Regions from separate parts of the Mus musculus genome. Here region 2 is linked to region 1. Evidence: chromatin contacts called from public ChIA-PET data. All regions are on one chromosome and are shown on one strand. The core of a region is the stretch at or near the end of the contact, and the rest is flanking DNA. Distances in the headings are between cores, read along the strand shown. Region 1 overlaps Gng12 (guanine nucleotide binding protein (G protein), gamma 12). Region 2 has its middle 40 kb from the start of Il12rb2.

Region 1 (5,318 bases), core at 1,990-4,489:
CTGACTATAAAGCAACTTCTATGGTGCCTGAGCCAAAACACAGGAGTCTGCAAGCAGCAGCAGGGAAGGGGATGTGAAGCCAGTGTGGTTAATCGGGAAAATGCAGTGTTCCACCCTGGAGCATGTTCTCTATTCATTTATAATCCCCAGAGGCACCAAAGGCTACTCATTCTTCCTGGAGAGCCTTGTGGGTGAACCCCTGGCTGTAGTGTTCCTGGTATGGGCAACTTGAAACCACACAGGAGTGGCTCAAACCTTCTCTGTCTTTTTCCCTGTATTTCCTTCAGCTGCTTTTGCCTCCATCTTGGCCATCTTTTTCTCCCTTTTTTTCCATCCATCCATCCATCCATCTATCTATCTATCTATCTATCTATCTATCTATCTATCTATCTGCTTTTAGTAGTGTTTTCTGTTGTCGTGTTTGGTGTGGGGTTATTTTGGAGCAGGCTAGGTTGCAGGCACATCCTACCCCAAGTTCCACCTGGTAAACCTGAGTGTCTGGAGCCTGATATTTAAAGCAGATTGTATATTTTTGTCTAATTTTCAGTGAGTCTGCAAAGGAGGCAGGTGTTGGCTAGTGACTCACCTGAGAGGTAAGGGTGAGGGTACATTAGCAGAAAGCATGACATTCCGCTCAAAGGACTGACCTCAATATCATTATCCCTGTAGTTGGCTTACTTTTTCTGCTGCAAGAGGCAGGAGAGATGGCTTAGTGGTGGAGAGCCTGGTGCACGAGACCAGCACCTACACAAAGGCAGTTCCTACCTGCTGGTAACTCCACCTTCAGGGCTGTCTGATGCCTCCCACCATCTAGGGCATTGGCATGCACACGCACATAAACACACACACAATAAAATAAAGGCCGTCTCTTAGGAAGCATTCTCCCCACTTTTCTGGATTATTTACAAAAAAAAAAAGCATGCCTTTTCCTTTTTTCTCTCTCTCTCTCACTTTTCTAAGCATGGTGTTTTTCATAGCACTCTTTCTAGAAATCCTTTTTAAAGGCATTTCTCCTCCCCACCATATGACTCACCTTTATGCCAACAGCTGAACTCGAAGTACATGGTCCCTCTCCCTCTTCTTTTTTATTCTCCATCTCTGGACAGCTTGTGAGATTCACAGCTTGGCTGCCTTGGGACTTTTCTTTTTGACTCGAATAAAATTGTCTTTGATAAATAAACTTTGGCTTTGCTTGACTTTTAATATATGACAATAAAATAAAAATCTCTGGGAAAAAAAAGAAAGTAATCTAAAAGATGGAGTTTTTATATTGGCCCACCGTCCGTTGTGGTGTGAATTCTTGGCAGTGGACTGTGAGGTATCTGGTCACGCTGCGCCTGCAATCAGGAAACAGAACAATGGATGTTGGTGCTCTGATGGTGCTGTTCCTGGTATTCAGTCTCCAGCTCAGCCGTGGGAAGGTACTACCCACCCATAGGTAATGTGGGTTGTCTTACTTATGAGTACAAAATCACAGACACACCATAGGCATGTCTAGGTGATTCTGTGTTCTGTGAAGTTGGCAGTATTAATCACAGTAGTCACAAGTAGCATAGAACACAAACTGGTATTTACTATGGTTTCAGCACCAAAGTACTCTGGACAAGTTTGCCTAGGTTGATAAGGCATTTTATATTACTAAAACTCCAAATGATGTTATCCTGAAATCGCAGTTGCCCTGTTCAGTTCCATTTGAAGATAAGTGAAATGCAGGGAGGTTCAGTAACCTGCCCAATGCTTCACTTGTATAGCAAATATGGCCTATACCCCCCCCCAAATACAGTATTCTTCTTAGATTCCTTCTTATTCACTGCCTTACTGGCCTGAGCTAGGAGAGGGAAAACAGATGGGAAATAAGAAGAGGGGGGAGACACCTTGGAAAAGAAAGAGATGAAGTTCTTTTCCAAAAGAAGGGCTCGTAAGGGAACTGCTGAGGTGGCTGGCAGCTGCTGAGAAAGGGGTACTTCTGAATGTCTCTGTGCCATGGTACTGTGTGTAGAAACAGAAAATAAACCAGGACACAGTGAGATCACACAAAAACCAGACTGCTGAGAAGGCCAGAAAGAGATTGCCTCTCTAAAGCCCCATCGCGCCTGCTCTCTGCAGCTCTCTTGTTTGGGGGAAGAGTTTCACATCCAGACAACAAAGTCAGGATGTGGAATTCTGAGTTTCTGCAGCGGCCTGTGGTAGATTGGGTTACTCTGACTTCTATCTGACAGTTGTTTTTGGTGGCTGCCACCAAACCCTTGGGCTTCTCTGCCACTAGCCTTGGAAAGCCAGAAACCTTTATTGATCAGTCACCCAATGTGAAGAAATATTTTACAAGCAAAAGAATCCCTTGAATGTATACTTCAGCCTGTGTGAGAGCCGTCAGGCTCTCTTTTATTTTTCCCCCAAAAGGAAGATTTTATTTTACCTCTCCCTCCTCCTGTTCCCGTCCCCCTTGTAAGACAATAGTCTCTTGTTCAAATGTAGCATGTTCTGTAATTATTTGTGCTTTCAGACTAGGAGAATGAAACATTTCAGTCACTATCTGTGAGGTTACGCTTTGCTCCCAAAGGACAGATCTCTGCCCTCACAGCCAGCACCGTGAAGGCCCAGTGTGTCTCAGCTTTGGCATGGAGAGCAAACATTCCTGCACAGCAAAAATAGCCAGTTCAACTTCCATTACGTTCCCACCAGGTTGTGGGTGTTCTCGTGAGAGGAGGAAGGATGGAGGCTTTTGTGGTCTACATATAGTGCTACCCACCCACCACACACGCATACCCAGTCCTTCAAAGGCTAGCTAACATAGAACATTTCCGGTGCAAAGCCACATTTTTAGCTACTACTGTCATCATCTTCAAAGGCAGCAACTATGAATACTCGCCTCTTAAACCTTCACCTATGTATCGTACCCTAAGTATATGAAAATAGTGCGAGCTCCTGTCAAGTTAATTTTTGTTAATGAAGATGTTACACCACACTTTCTGGAACTTATGTTAGGAATGGTGTTGACTGAGGGAGAGTGACACTCTTATCCCAAAGGCATGATCTTGCGACACCCAATACTTGGAAGATTTCTTGTGCTAAATCTGCAAGTTAGGAGTTCTTTACAGCTTCGATTGTATGGGAGTATATCCAGAACTGACATCAGGAAGAATGGAAGTAACTCAGTTGAGGCTCATCAGTCTCCCCCCCTTGCTTCTGTGAAGCGGTTTCTAGCATCCTCCCTAGGAAAGCATTGCCAAGCCCGCTCTGCTTTGGGATGTCGAGCTGCCACTCCTTTCAGACTGGAACTCAGGGTATCCATGTCCTCTAACCCACATACATTGCTCTCTTTGCCTTTAACCTTCCTCAGATTCTTAAAGATCCTTACAGCCCTGTAGTCTGAACAGTATTGCCAACCCTGAATTAACCGCTCCCCAGCTTTACAGCATAATTACTTGTATGTAATTTATAAGTCAAAACACCAAGTGGTGAGTTTAAGTCAAGCTCTTATTTTTAGATCACTAAAAATTTACATATTTTTATTTTGAGCCACATGGGTGCGCAATAATAAGGGACTCCTGGGTACTACTCCATCCCTCAGTGGCAAACTGCTTTGACACTTCCTCTTCTGGACTGCACTGCCCCTCCCCCTTGCCGCTGCAGCACCAGCTACTTCTGAGGCTTTGATAGTCTACTACTGAGAAGGAGTCCTTTGCAACATTCCTTTTAGTTCTGGTAGATTTAAGTGCCTGTCGAGCTTGAGGGGGGAAGTTAAGAATGGAGGGGAAAGTGTCCTGCATTTTTACAGAAATCAGTGTAATTATGCTGTGTCAGCAGGTAGTTTATAGGGGTTTCAGTTTCTTAAAGGAGTGACTCTGGCCTTTAATTATCCCAGTTGGTGTTCAGCTTTGGAAAGCCTGTGTACTTGGAGAGCATGTTAATTTAACCACTTTATAGTTGGTCATTCTAGAACCCAAACCCCCTTCCTAGAGGAAAGAATTTGAGGATCAAGAGATACAAAAAGTTTTAACTCTTTCTATCTCTGTTCCTCAGAGTCTAGCTCTCCTTGAGCCTTTAGGGCAGCATAAATCAGTATATTAGACCCTTCACAAACAGTTCATGAATACAGGTTAAGTGATGACTCTCCAATAGTTGTAGGGCTAAGGGACACCAATAATAGACAAATTCAGGAGATTATTTCAGTGAATGCTAGGCACCACAGATGTGTGGCTGTACACCTCCTACCAGGTGTAGGCCATTTTGGAGAGCCTGTTTTTCTCCATATCTATCAAATTCAGCTTACCCAACCCCAACTCTGAAAAATGGGAAGAGAGCACTATTTTGTCCATCTTATACAAGTAAATTGCAATTTAAAGAAATGGAACAATTTTTCCAAAGCCATAAAATTTGTTGACCCAAAGAAAATCTAGCTCAGCTCAACCCAAAAGTGTCCTGTGTCCAATGACCCAAGTTTACTCCCTGGAACCTATGTGGAAAAGAGAGAGTTCCTCCAAGTTGTCCTCTGACTCTACACACCTGTGGCATGCGCATACACACATGTTTTCCCTGCACCCTCTCTCCCACACAGACACACAGATACACTGTAAATGTAAAAGAAAAGTGCTTTGGTAGGTGCTGGTTCCAGGGGACCTTGTCCTGTGTTCTTTCCCTGGGCCTTGCTGCTGTGTCACACAGGCTGCCTTTCCCACTGGAGGAAACTAGGCCCACAGGAGTCAGTTGCCTTCCAAGCCCCACAGCCCAGGCACCACCAGATCTGCTATTCTTTAGTTCAGCAGCTGGAAAGCCTGAGGCCCCAGCTGTGTAGGTGGTGGTCATGTATACAGACCCCTGAGGTAGCCAGTTGACTCAGACACGTTGTATTGACAGGCCACTCTTTGTTCTTTCGTCGGCCACCTACATATAAGTTCCCACCTAAGATAGGGTTTGTTTTCTTCTTTCAAGATAGTATCAAAAGGTTAGTAACCTTTATTCAAGCTGAAATTTTTAATGTGATTTTTCTCTTCATGTATTAACTGTACAATATAATAGGCTTTATTCCAGTGTTTCCATGCATGTGTGCTCTCTGTTTTGACAACATTCACTCCACTTTCTATCCCCCCTCCCCCTCCTGCTGATCCTTTCCCAAACAGTCCTGCTTCTACTTAGGTGTCGCATATATTTTTCCCATATATGAGGGAAAATATTATTTATCTGACGCTGGCTTGCTTCACTTAACAGGATTCTGAAATTCCATCCATTTTTCCTGCACATGACGTGATGTGCTCTTCTCTTGTGGCTGAGTAACACTCCATTGTGTGTATCCCATTTTCTTTATCCTCATCCTTGAT
Region 2 (5,318 bases), core at 1,022-3,521, 440 kb after region 1:
TTTCCTCTTTAAGTGCTTCTATCTGTTTACCTGTGTTCTGCTGTATTTCTAAAGGTAGTTATTAACATCCTTCTTAAATTCCTCTACCAGCATCATGAGAAGTGATTTTAGATCAGAATCTTGCTTTTCCGCTGTGTTGGGGTGTCCAGGACTCGCTGTGGTGGTAGTACTGGGTTCTGATGATGCCAAGTAGTCTTGGTTTCTGTTGGTAAGATTCTTACATTTGCCTTTTGCCCTCTGGTAATCTCTGGTGTTAGATATTCTTGCTGTCTCTGGCTGGAGCTTGTTCCTCCTGTGAATCTGTAAGCCTGTGTCAGCACTTCTGAGAGCCCAGCTCTCTCCTGGAGAGACCAGTGGACAGAGAACTGCTGAACAGCCCCACCTCCTGGGTACAAAGGGAGGCCTGTAGGATCCTGTCCCAGCTGCTCTGCCGCTTCTGTGGCCTGTGCGCTCCTGAGTAGACCTGGATTAGAGTCACAGGAGAGAAAATGGCATCTCACCTGAGTCCTGGCATCAGACACTACCTCCTAAAATTCTTTTCTGTGTGGAAACCACAAATCCAGGTTTGTCCTAAGTGAGGATCCCCAAAAGTCTGGGACTTCCCAGGGTGCTGATGGTGACAGTGTGGTGTTGTCTTTGTCCTTTATTGCTGACAACATGACCTTATCTTGGAAAAAGACGTCAAATCTTTAGGAGTATTAGAAACCACAGTATTAAGGCCTTGGAGGGCAGAACTCCATTCAGCTCAGTGGGCTTCTAATGCCCCTGTCTTCCTATTGCATGTTTGGAATGTATGTTTATTGAGTACAGTGGCAATGCCTGCAGGTATAACTACTCCATAGGCTGCAGCAGGGGGATTGCTTGAGCCTTGAAGCTTGAGGCTAGCTGGGGTACCAACTAGTGAGATCCCAACTCAATCACACAAACACATGACTCTACTTACCTTGCTTGAGGTGCATTTTTTATGATAACGGTATAGCTCTAAAATAAAACCTTTACTTCACAATTTACTGCTATACTTCCCTTTTTACCTTTTATAGTAAAGTTCTTAGGCAGACCATTTTGATATTGAGTTGAGGGAGCTCATGAGGCCTCACCCTCCCCGAAGATATATATGTAAAATTCATGATCGTTGGGGAAAGTTGGCATTTATTTATTATTATTATTATTATTATTATTATTATTATTAATTATTATTTTTACCATGAATGACACTTTATTCAGTCTTTTTCTTAACAACTGAAACTCTGGGAATTCAAAATTAACATTCTTGCCTGCGAGCTTCTTGTACACACCAGAAAAAGTTTCGACCTTGTGTTCCATGTTGCTCTGCTGTACTTTGTCTAAGTGAACTTTTATGAGCTGGTTGCCATCCGGTTTCACACGGATCCTCTTACCCACACTTTCACTTGAAAAGACTAAGTCCTCAAGGATGGCGTCGTGCACTGCTGTCAGTTTGCAGCTTCTGGGGCGCTTTTGCTTATTTTTCGTACGGCTTTTCCGGGTTGGCTTGGGCAGAATCCTCCTCTGAGCAATGAAGACTGCATGCTTCTCACTGAACATTTTCTCCAATTCACGAACTAGCCGGACTTGGATTTTCTGGAAAGATTTAAGGGGAGGAACTGGTACAAAAATTACGATAGATTTCCGACCACCACCAACTTCAATTTCCTTGGCTGCGGTGATGGTGAGTTCCTGCAGCTGCGCCTTGAGATCGGAGTTCATCTCCAGCTCGAGCTGCGCCTGAGAGATTCCAGAGTCGAACTCATCCAGCGTCTTGCCATTGAGCTTCACAATCTTGTCTCTCGAGGTGAACATGGCTTCGTCCTCACGGAGTGCCTGGCTTAGAAAGAGGGACAACTCTCACGAGAACAGCACACATCCGGGTGGCAGAAGGCATTTTCTTAAGTAGGGTAGCCATTGGTAAGTTGCTGATGCTCCTGTATTCAAAATACTCATGCTCCTTTGAGGAACTCTAATGAAACTTATTACATGATAAAAGACATGAAAGTAGATGGGGACCAGCAGGGATGAGGAAAAGAGGCAGCCGGAGTGGCAGGTGGATAAGAGATGATGACAGGGGGTGGATCTGATCAGACTACATTATATACATCTATGAAAAGGCAGCGCTGCAACCCATCGGGTATAAGTACAGCTAATATATACTAATGAAAATGAAAAAGTTGGAAGAAACATGTCTTCAGGCAGGATGTGAAAAGTGAAAGAGAAGACTCATCGACTGCCACACCTCGCACGCAGGCCCTGGTGTTGGACTACTCATGATTTCCTTCCTGTGCTCTGAGAGAAAGCTGCTAATTTTAGATTTGTCTTTATGGTCACAGTCAGTACTTATGGTTTCTTAGCTTTGTGTTGTTTTGCTTACCTTTTCCTTTTTCTGTTATACAGCTCATCAGGAATCTTCTTACTGCTCAGAGCAAAAATGGCTCATTTAAGATCACATTCCTAACATTTACTAAAGGCAAATCACAGAAACAGACACTAGCCTGTATTTTTGAGCGTAAGGGTGAATGGAATGTTTCTTCAGAGCCATGATGGGAAATCTACACATGCAAGGTGGAGAGTCACTATCTTGAGCTAGGATGACTATGAAATTAGTAAAATGGCTAAAAGGGCCCTAACGTGAAACATTAATTGGGATTTAATGGTTAACCTTGGCAGTGAGAAAGATACATAGTATCCCTCTGTCCAGCCTCTGGTAGCTCTCTGTAATTTTGCCCTAACTGTGGTATTCACAGAAGTTGTACAATCTAGTCATGAATCCGAGTCTAATTACTTTATATTAGCATCATGCTTTTTCCTCAGAGAGAGCGATGGTTTATTTTTAATCAGCTCTTATATGTTAAGTCAATAGTGTCTGCCAAGTGGGCAACAGTTGCCTTTAAAGCACATTTCTCTGCAACTGGCATAATTACCTCACACAGAGAGAAGCCTCAGCAGGACTTCATAACCTCTGGGTTTATAAAATCTAATTATGTTCAAAATACAATATTTTATTTTCACTGATCTCAGAAAGAGCCCAAACATGAACAAAGCCAGACTAACCACAGAGTAACTGGGGAGCAGTGAGGTCCTCTCTGCATCCAATCTGCCCCATGCCAGCTGTCTGAGGGAGAAGCCCCGCTTTGCTCAGTCATCATGTCACAGAGAAACGTGGGGGTATACTCTAGATAATCTTTTGGACCGGTCCACTTGACGTTAGGTAAAACCTCTATTTAGTCCGGCGGTTCAGGCTTCTCTAGGCCAAGCTCAGTCTACAGAGTGGAAGAGAGGTGCCCAGTCTGCTTCTCCATGCTGCGTCAGAAGCAGATGTAACTAAGAGTTGGGGAAAGGGAGGCCCAAACGTGCTCTCCAGTGTGTTCTCAGAAGGAAGTTTGTTTTCCTCGCCTTTACATTTTGGAATTTTGCAACTGATTGTGTTTGATAAAGAGGATAAACCACTAAAGTACATCTTTCAAAACCTCTGCGCTATTCCATAGTCATGGGCAGTCCCTCTATTTTAAAAAAGGATGATTGAAAATATAAGAAAAGAGGAAGCTGGGAGTGTGCTGGGAGTGCAACCCAGAAACCCATGCTGCCTGAGAGCCACCCTGGTTACAAACATTCTACTCTAAATAAAGTGCACACCCAAACCACACACACACACACACACACACACACACACGACTACTTTAGGAATTAGTTCCACTGTACTATCTGTGACTATTTTTTGATCCTATGTAAGAAAGAAGAATGTATTAGGGCAGGAAACAATTTATTTTCCTTACAGCTATAGCATTGTACAGAGCATGGTACTCCATCATGTTTCAGCATCTCTCCCCTTCCTCTTTCTTAGTGGCATCTTGAGGTCGACTTCCCTCCTTTCTCGCTTCTCCTGTACCATACCAAATTGGGGGGGGGGTATTTCCACTGAGAAACAGCAACTTACAACTGCGAGACTCAGTTAATAATATATAGTAAAATAATAAAAGAAGTTAATAATATACTCAGGAGCAAATTGGATTGATGTCATAGTTCATACTTGTTCCCAAAAGGTACAGAAAATAGAGCACTCAGGCAAAGACGGGAGGTGATGTGGATAGCACCATCAATGGGGAAAGAAGTATGACTTTGACCACTCAAAGGGCCTTTGCATGCATATTATAGTTCCACTTCTGTGTTTTATCGGGTTCCTGAGTATGTGAATGAGGGTGTCTTTACCTTCCGTTTATTTGCTTTTTTCTTTTCTGCTATGTTTGTCTTACTAAATATTATTGTGTTATTTCCCAAGGTGCTTGTATGTTTTCTAAGAAGAGACAGAGTTGAGGCAACTCCAGGGGAGGAGGAAAGTGAGGATGAATAGAGGGAGGGAAAATAGTCATCAGAGTATATATATTTGATGAAAAAATAAAAGAGAAAAGAAAAAAAGTCTCCTTCCCATGAACATTCCCCTTTGCTTTCTTCCATTTTTTTTCTCAAAAGGAGCTCTGGCAAAGTTTTATTAAAGGAAAACTTTCTTGTTTACTTCTCACCAGTCTGTTCTGGCATGCTTCTAATAATATCAGAATCACCTGGGTCAATGATAGCCAGTGTACATACTCTGTGGTATTTTCCACATGCTATACCTAATTTAATATTATTGCCACTGTAGTGATGGACACCAGTTTTAGCCAACATGGCATAGTATTCTATTTCAGATTTCCTCCAAGCTGGGCAGTTGTTGGCAAGGGTAACCAACTTCACTTTGCTTGTCTGATCATCTTCAGTGTCTGTACCCCAGCATATACTTTCCACTTTTCATAACAAGCTGGAGCCTAGAGTTGATTGACTCCAGAGACTTTCATCTTCTTTGTGGCCACCATCTTCCTGCCTTAAGTGCAGGACAACCTCCAACCAAGATCAGCTGCCAAGATGGCTATGGAGCGAGATAGGCACTTTCTTCCAAATTTACAATCTCTTTTTGTTTAATTTTTATTATACACACATATACATATATACTTACACATACACAAAACACACACATATGTATATTCTTAAATATGTCAATAAAACCTGGTCAAACCATATATATATATATATATATATATATATATATATATATATGATTTTAGACCACATTTGATGTTTGATAATCAATTAGTGTGCTCGTCCCTAGTGATTTAGTTTAATATTGCTATGATCAGACATAATGACCAAAAAACAACTTGGGGAGAAAGGGTTTTGTTTGGCTCTTGTATCCTGAATCACAGTCCTCTGAAACAAGCCAAGGCGGGAACTCAAACCAGGCAGGCACTTGGAGGCAGGAGTTTATACAGAGGCCA

The links. ChIA-PET counts read pairs in DNA pulled down with a chosen protein or histone mark.
Region 2: a contact with region 1 is called in an RNA polymerase II ChIA-PET map of memory CD8 T cells, with 8 read pairs. The contact joins two enhancer-like sites.

The regions. Positions count from the first base shown.
Region 1 is chr6:66,969,717-66,975,034 of GRCm38.p6, forward strand. All of the region lies in intron 3 of Gng12 (guanine nucleotide binding protein (G protein), gamma 12), which reads left to right. Among named protein-coding and RNA genes, the nearest start is that of Gm36816, 37 kb to the right of the region's middle. Within about 2 kb of position 3,240, at least 97 of the 459 cell types and tissues checked have an H3K27ac peak or open chromatin away from gene starts, as enhancers often do. A contact at or near this core is called in memory CD8 T cells, where this site is marked.
Region 2 is chr6:67,413,195-67,418,512 of GRCm38.p6, forward strand. It overlaps the pseudogene Gm4761 and the pseudogene Gm44083. Among named protein-coding and RNA genes, the nearest start is that of Il12rb2, 40 kb to the left of the region's middle. Within about 2 kb of position 2,272, at least 35 of the 459 cell types and tissues checked have an H3K27ac peak or open chromatin away from gene starts, as enhancers often do. A contact at or near this core is called in memory CD8 T cells, where this site is marked.